Linked DNA regions of Oryctolagus cuniculus: region 2 is linked to region 1. A link is a contact called in public Micro-C data. All regions are on one chromosome and are shown on one strand. The core of a region is the stretch at or near the end of the contact, and the rest is flanking DNA. Distances in the headings are between cores, read along the strand shown. Region 1 holds the start of ERBIN (erbb2 interacting protein). Region 2 holds the start of SREK1 (splicing regulatory glutamic acid and lysine rich protein 1).

The links. Hi-C and Micro-C count contacts between places; a contact is called where the count stands out from the background.
Region 2: a contact with region 1 is called in a Micro-C map of ear pinna, with 7 times the contacts expected there. The contact joins the promoter of SREK1 here to the promoter of ERBIN in region 1. A contact is called at or near these places in 2 of 6 Hi-C or Micro-C datasets (ear pinna and an unstated tissue).

The regions. Positions count from the first base shown.
Region 1 is chr14:86,864,486-86,868,081 of mOryCun1.1, reverse strand. It overlaps ERBIN (erbb2 interacting protein), which reads right to left and starts at 1,800. Exons shown (of 23, transcript XM_070056803.1): 1 at 1,408-1,800.
Region 2 is chr14:87,038,814-87,042,320 of mOryCun1.1, reverse strand. SREK1 (splicing regulatory glutamic acid and lysine rich protein 1) reads right to left here and starts at 2,068. Exons shown (of 12, transcript XM_017344754.3): 1 at 1,748-2,068. The coding sequence starts at 1,908.

The sequences.
Region 1 (3,596 bases), core at 551-3,050:
AATTATATGATGGTTCACAATTAAAAAAAAAAAACAGAAATCACACTCTCAGAAAAAAAAAAAAAACAAAGCAATACAGTTAAAAGTCTCCCATTTTGAAAAGTACTTTTAAAAGACGAAGTAGCAAATATCAAGTTGTGAAATAATTTGATCCTGATTTTAAAATTTACCTTTTCTCTCTGAACGGAAGTCAGCTCTTTCTCCTGGGGTTTACAGTAATTACTTTGCTAGTATTTGATAAACTAGGCATCGATTTATATTAAAATGATTCCACAGATGATCATATTTTCTTAGCATTTACTCACAAATACAATATTTTTTCACTACCTTTACCACAAAAGTACTGGGGAAAAAAATAAACTTAAGACACTAAAACGCCGCTGAAAGCAGGGAGTGGGTTTGCCATGACCCAAACGCGTTGACTCTAGGAAGTCTACCCATTGGCTCAGGGGTGTTCAGAGCTCTGCCTGCTGCTAGTAGGTCTGTCACGCTTCACGGAGTCCTGCCCCACACTAAGTTCCTCTCCCTTATTAGGCCGAACCGAACGAAACATTTGGGCCAACACAAAAATCTAAATATCCTAGTATTCAAAGGCACAGCTTTTTTTATATCCCAATCAGTGTGGTTCCCAAGAAAATCTTTGAAGCGTTTTACTTCCCTCCCTACATAGTCAGTGCTGACCTGCACGGCAGTCCGAGCAAATCAAGCTGCGTTTTAATTACACACCTTCATCTGTAATCCTCACTCCCTCCTTCTCCATCCTAATGGTTCAGTCACAAGAAAAGTCTAGCAGACGCTTGCTTTCAATTAATGAAGGAAATATTTTAGGAGTCAACACCTGAAAAGGACAAGTTAACACACGTGAAAAAAAAAAAAAACATTACCTGCCCTGAAAACTAAAGCTGGCAAAAAGTTGCTTGTCCCTAAAATCCAATAAACTAGACGCAACAAGGCTCTGAACCAAAAACAGTCTCTGCGCGATGAACTCCAAAGCCAAAACCATCGCTATCAGCACAAACAAACGCGGCAGCCATCTCAACAGCCGCAAATCGACGGAACTTTCCTCCCAACCAAGTCGCCAGACAGGAGCTTCGCACACCTCGCAGAGGCTCCAGAAAACGAAAACTTCTGGAGCTCGCGCTCAACAAAGGCACTCTTTCTCCAGGCGGCCCAAACTTCCCGTCCCACTGCATTCTTACCATCGCTTCTACACAAACCACAGCCCAGATGGCAGACCGGGGCTTAAAAAACAAAACAAAACAAAACACACACAGCTCTCCCACTTCACCACCTAGAACACTGTGCGCTCCGATCCGAGCAAAGAACTGACGGAAACTTGGGCAAAAGGATCGCCCCTTTTCCGGTCCGTGCACTGTGTGTCTTCCAGACGCTTCTCGCGAAAATTACCTTTCGGCCGGACGGCGTCTCAGGGCTGCTTTTTCCAGGCTTCGCTGCCCATGATTCCCTCGCCCGCGTTAGTCACTTCGCATCCAGCCGAGTCTCTCCGGTGAGAACGGATGTGCAGCGGCCGCCCGCAGCAGCAGAGTAGGCTGCCCGGGTGGGGGTTGGGATGCGGGCTGGCTTCCTGGTCTCGAGTTTGCAGGAGTTTCCCAGCCCCAACTAGGATCTCCGCCGAGAGGAGGAGGAAAAAAAAAAAAAAAAAAAAAAACTTTTTCACTCGTGACACCGCCCGGAATTGCCGTGCGAAACTCACTTCCTGCCTCGGCGCAAGGCAGGAGCCAGCTCCGTCCAGGGGAACCCGGAACCCCAGCGCGCGCGCCGCGGAGGGGGAGGGGAGGCGCCGTCGGCCGGGCCCCGCGCGCCCCGCGCCCCCGACGGCGGCGGCGGCGGCCGAGACGCCGCCCGGGCGCTCGGCGGGCCGCGGCCGCGCTAGGCCGGCCCTGCTCCTCGCCGCCGCCCCCAGAGCCGAGCGGCCGGTTATTGTCTCGCTAGCGCCTGCCGCGCCCTTCGCCCGCGCCGCCGCCGCCGCCCGGAGCCGAGGGGCCGGGCAGGCTCGATGGCGGCGCCCTCGTCGGGCCGGCCGTCCTTCTGTCCGTTCCTCGCAGCGTTCCCTGCTCGCCCGCCTCTCGCTTTCCCGCCGCCGCGCCGCCACTCCCCTGCTGCTGCTTCTTCCCCGGCGGCGGCGGCGGCGGCCGCACGGGGCGCGGGGCTGGGGTGGGCGGCAGCCCGGTCCTCCTCACGAGTTCGCGGGGCCGCGGCGGGGGCCGAGGCTGCGTCCCGCGCCGCCGCGCCACCTTCGCTCGGGCGAGAGACGGCGAGGGGAGGGGCCCGGCGGGAGGGAGCGGAGAGCGACGAGGAGGAGGAGGAGGAGGAGGAGGAGTGGGGCTGGGGCGCAGGGGAGTGACCGCCGCGCAGGCCGCGGCGGAGGCTACGGCGCCACCGCCCCGCCGGCGAGGGGGGAGAGGCTGCGCGCGGCCGCGCGGCGGAGGGGGCGGGGCGGCCTCCCGCGGGCTGCGCCCCAACCGCCCACAGCCGGGCCGGAGGCCGGCGCGAGCCAGTCAGCGCGCGCGCGCGCGCGGGGGCCGCGCGGCCGACGTCGGCGGCGGGGGGCGGCGGGGCCTGGGGGGAGGGGCCCCGCCGTCCGCGGGTTCGCGTGCCGGGCGCGGCGTGAGGCCCGCTCGGGCGCCGGTCCCCGGGGGCCTGCCTGCGGGCTCCGTGACCCCCCGCGCACGCCGGCTCCCCAGCCCGTGGCGAACGCAGACGACGCCGCCGACCTCGGCCCGGGAACGCAGAGCCCTCAGGCCGCCGCCGCCGCGCTGGCCGGTTGAGTTTCTTTGTACACAGCGGCCGGTGCGCCGGGGGCTGTTCGAGTCCAGCCCCGATTTGCAGGCAGCAGGTATCCGCTGCGGCCGCTGCACTCCAACTTCTTGTAATGGCACGCTCGGGTTGCAAGCCGCCGCCGCAGCGGCCCAGCCGAGCTTCCCACGCCAGCCCTCGCTCGCTCGCTGGCCCCGCCGCGCAGCTGGGGCTCCTCCAGGGTTCGGCCTCGCACCGGCGCGGAGACAAAGCTGGCGCTGGCCGGGGGAAAATGGCCCGCGAAATTGCCTCGAGCTCGCGCCTTTGTTAGAAGAAACGCCGGCTGCCCTCTGAAGGCGACGCAGGCTCCCCAGCCCAGTGGTTTCGGTGGCGCAGCGGTTGGCTTGCGCTGGCCCTCGTAATTCATCCTGGCGGCTTTTGCGTTTAGAGAGAGACTCTTTAGCGTCCTGTCAACACATACGGCATAGAGAGCGTGAGCCATAATATTGCACAGTTGTTGCAGTTGCCGCATTAAATATGTTGACAGACGGCCTTGTTTTACCCGGAGGAGGAGCGGAATGGGTACGGGGAGACCTTCCCTCCACCCCCGCCTCTGCTCTGCTTCACTGTGTACAGCGATGGTGCTTTGGGCCCCAGGTCCCCGGAGGCACTGGTTCAGGTCTTCCGTCTGTATTCCAGAGATAATTGCTTATTATCAAGTTTGAGTAAAGAGCTATATGCCCTACAGACAATTCTTGGCCTGCATCCAAAGGGAAGAATTCATAAAGTGCACAAAGAATTACTTACCTAAATGAGTTGTGCACAAGTGACAAACACTG
Region 2 (3,507 bases), core at 819-3,318, 170 kb before region 1:
GCAATGTGGCATAGTGGGTTCGGGCACCGCCCACAGCACCAGCAGCCCATTTGAGCTCTGGTTCAAGTCCCAGATGCTCCACTTCTAATCCAGCTCCCTTCTAACGCGCCTGGGAAAGCAGCTGAAGATGGTCCAAGCGCTGGGATATCCCCCTCCCCACTCAACCCCCACCCCCGCACCCAAATGAAGCTCCTCACTTCCTTCTGGCTCAGCCCTGAGGGGTTCAGAGCATTTGGGGAGTGAACCAGCCCAGGGAAGACCTCTCTCTCTCTCTCTGCCTCCACCTCTCTGTAACTCTAGCTTCCAAATAAATCTTAGAAACAAAATTTAGATTGCTAACCAATCAAAAACATGGGTGTAGCCAAAAATACATTACTTGAATCTCATCATGAATAACCTATACAACCTTCGATTACAGCTCCTTCTACAAGACAAGGCAAACAAGACTAAGTACCAATGTCATAAAGGAGTATCTAACAGGGGACTGGCTGGGAGGGGGTCTTCTACATTTAAAGGAGATAAGTAAATGCTGCGGGTGGTCTGATTATACACCAGATCAAAAGGGAAAAGGGCATGATACTAACAGGGAATTCTAATAATTAACTGTAGCAAAAATTGATGAACACACGTCTACGGGACACAGATGCTCAATATATTATCGCTCCAACTGTTCTGTATGCATGAACTATTTCTCGAAAGAGGAGAAAAACTTAAGTGAAACTTAAACATCCACATGTGTAACAACTTTTACCAGTATGTACGCAGCGGCACTTTATGGTTCACACCCATCACTTTGAAATAAGGTAAATAGATGTCACTTTTTTGAAAAATTTCAGAAAATCGTAAGCAACGACTTCCTTCAAAGGACTGACACATTCAAGAAAATGCTGTCGATCTTCCAAAATCCACGATAAAAAAAAAAAAAAAAAGGTGCTTCTGCATGCACGAGTGTGAGTGATTCGCAAGCTTCCTGAGTAGGTAACACCGCGCAAGACAAACCCTACCACGTCCAAACACACCCCTTGGGAATGCCAGCTCAGGCCTGGCGTTCCCAGCGCGCGAGCAGCAGGGACAATCCTGCACCGACTCACCCTTCCTCCGAAAGGTCTGGAAAAGTGGGACCTTCCCGAGGGGACATTTTAATCTGGTGTCAACAGGGTGACCACACACGCTGCTGACCGTGCACGGGCTCGGTCAGGGCCAGCGAGATGCTAAGTTAGCGAAGCCGCCTCCTAGCGAACAAATGCAGCCCGAACTCCATTTTGCACCGGCCGCAGGCTTCCCCGTCTGCACTAACGGTCTGCCCCGAAGGCCTTAAGAACCCGACGGTGGCTCAGATGCGGTCTCCGCGACTCTCGGAGGGCAGAAAAAAATAAAAAATAAAAAAAGGCACCCCGGGCAGGCGTTCGCCTGGAGCACGCGCGCGGGCCCACCTGCGGCCATCTTACATTCGGGGAGGAGAAGCGGCCGGGGGCCCCGCAGCGAGCACGAGGCCGCAGACCCGGCCGCCGCGGCCTCTCCCACGCCTTTGTAAAGGCCGGGGGCAGGCGCCAACCCCCAAGACACGACTCACGGGGGCGCAAGCCCCGCCGGCCCGGCGCCCTCCTCACACATGGGCACCGGGGTGGGCACCGGCCGTCACGTGACAGGCCCCGCGCGCCCGCGCCGCGTCCGCGCGCCCCCACGCCGCGGCTCGCGAGGTCGCGATGGCGCCCGCGCCCCTCCCCCAGCCGAGCTCCGCACTTACTCCGGGGGGTAGAGCCGCAGCTCCTCGATTTCTCCTAGGAAGGAAAAGAGCGTCCGCATCTGCTCGCTGGTCACGGCCGACGACAGGTTCGTCACCTGAATCACCGCCGTAGGGATCAGGCCGAAGCCTAAACCCAAGCCGAAGGCGCCTCCGCTGTTCATCCCGCTCCCCAACGTCCGCGACGCGTCAGTGACGGAGCCGGGGAAGCGGAGCCCGCGCGGCCGCGAGCGCGCTCCCGCGGGCGGATTCCCGGCGCCGGGCAGGTCTAGCCGCCCGTGTCACAACTCGCCTGCTCCGCGGCTGCGCGCGCCGGCCGGAAGCGTCGCCCCGGCAACCCCGCGGGGCCGGAGCGGCCGCGGCCCGGGACGCCGAGCGCCCGGCGAGGCCGCCGTCGCCTGGGTCTTCTCCGATGAGAGGCTTGTCGCTGTTTTGTTTTTCAGTCAAACGTGGTCGAGGTCTTGCTCTCCTGTCAACATGGAAGGCCCGGCTCTCTGCTGTCTGTACGAAGTGAGCGGGCGAGGCGACCGCGCGGCGGGCCTGGTGGCGCGGGGCCGTGAGGCGGGAGTGACGCGGGCGACGCCCGTGAATGCTCGACCGGCGCTAGGGCGTCGTGGTTAAGCACCGACAGCTCCCGCCCCACTTTTATTTTTTAATTGGCAGGCGCCCTAATTGTGAAAAGACATGGAAAATTTTACAAAACAACGTAGATTCAGATTGCGTAAGAGAGAAGCTATGCCGTTGTGTTCACAAGTTGTGATTCATTCGCCCCTTCTGCAAGGGCGCTTAAAAAACAGATACACAAGGGCCACGGACAGCTTGCAAGCTAAGTAGAGAAAATAAGATTAAAAGATGTTTATCTGGGGCCGGCGCCCTGGCCTGAAGCGCCGGCATCCCAAATGGGCGCCGGTTCTAGTCCCGGCTGCGCCTCTTCAGAACCCGCTCCCTGCTGTGGCCTGGGAAAGCAGTAGAAGACGGCCCAAGTCCTTGGACCCCTGCACGCCCCCTGGGAGATTCGGGAGAGGCTCCTGGCTCCTGGCTTCGGAACAGCTCAGCTCCGACTGGTGTGACCATGTGGGGAATGAACCAGTGGATGGAAGACTCTCTGCTTCTGCCTCTACAGAATTAAAAAAAAAAAAAAAGTTTATTTGAGTCCAAAGAAATTTTGAACTCCATGCAGAATGGTCTCATGTGCCCTTCCCATTTTTTATGATCCTTCTCTTAGGAGATCCTAGACCAGCTGTTTCCAAATAACTTCCATGTTACCCTGAGGGTCCCAAATTCTTTCAGTGGCTCTGCAAGATCAAAAGGATTTTCGTAATAAAACTAAGGTTTTTATTGACCAGTCTGGCTTTGTTGACATCTGCTCTATTCATCTGATTAATAGCAATGGTTGATTAAACTGCCGACGCCTTAACCGGAATCAAGGCTGTGACACCACACTGGACCAGTAGGATGTAGTCTTCACTTCCAACCACCTAAAGCATACAAAAGTTAGGAAAAAGGGGTAAAGAGAAGTTGATTACGTCACACCCTATCGTACAGTTCCAAACAGTGCACGTAAGGACATGGAAAGTATTTCTGCTATGTCCGAGAGGGACAGCTGTCTTCAGTAAACATACTGTGTGCTGGAGTTTTCACACAAAAATACAGATCTTGTGATACTTGTATCTGCCACCTTAGCTTCACAGTTTGCCAATACTTAAAGGCTTCTCTGCCTGAGTCACCAGGAATATTAACAAATTTGTTTTTGACATTTTACA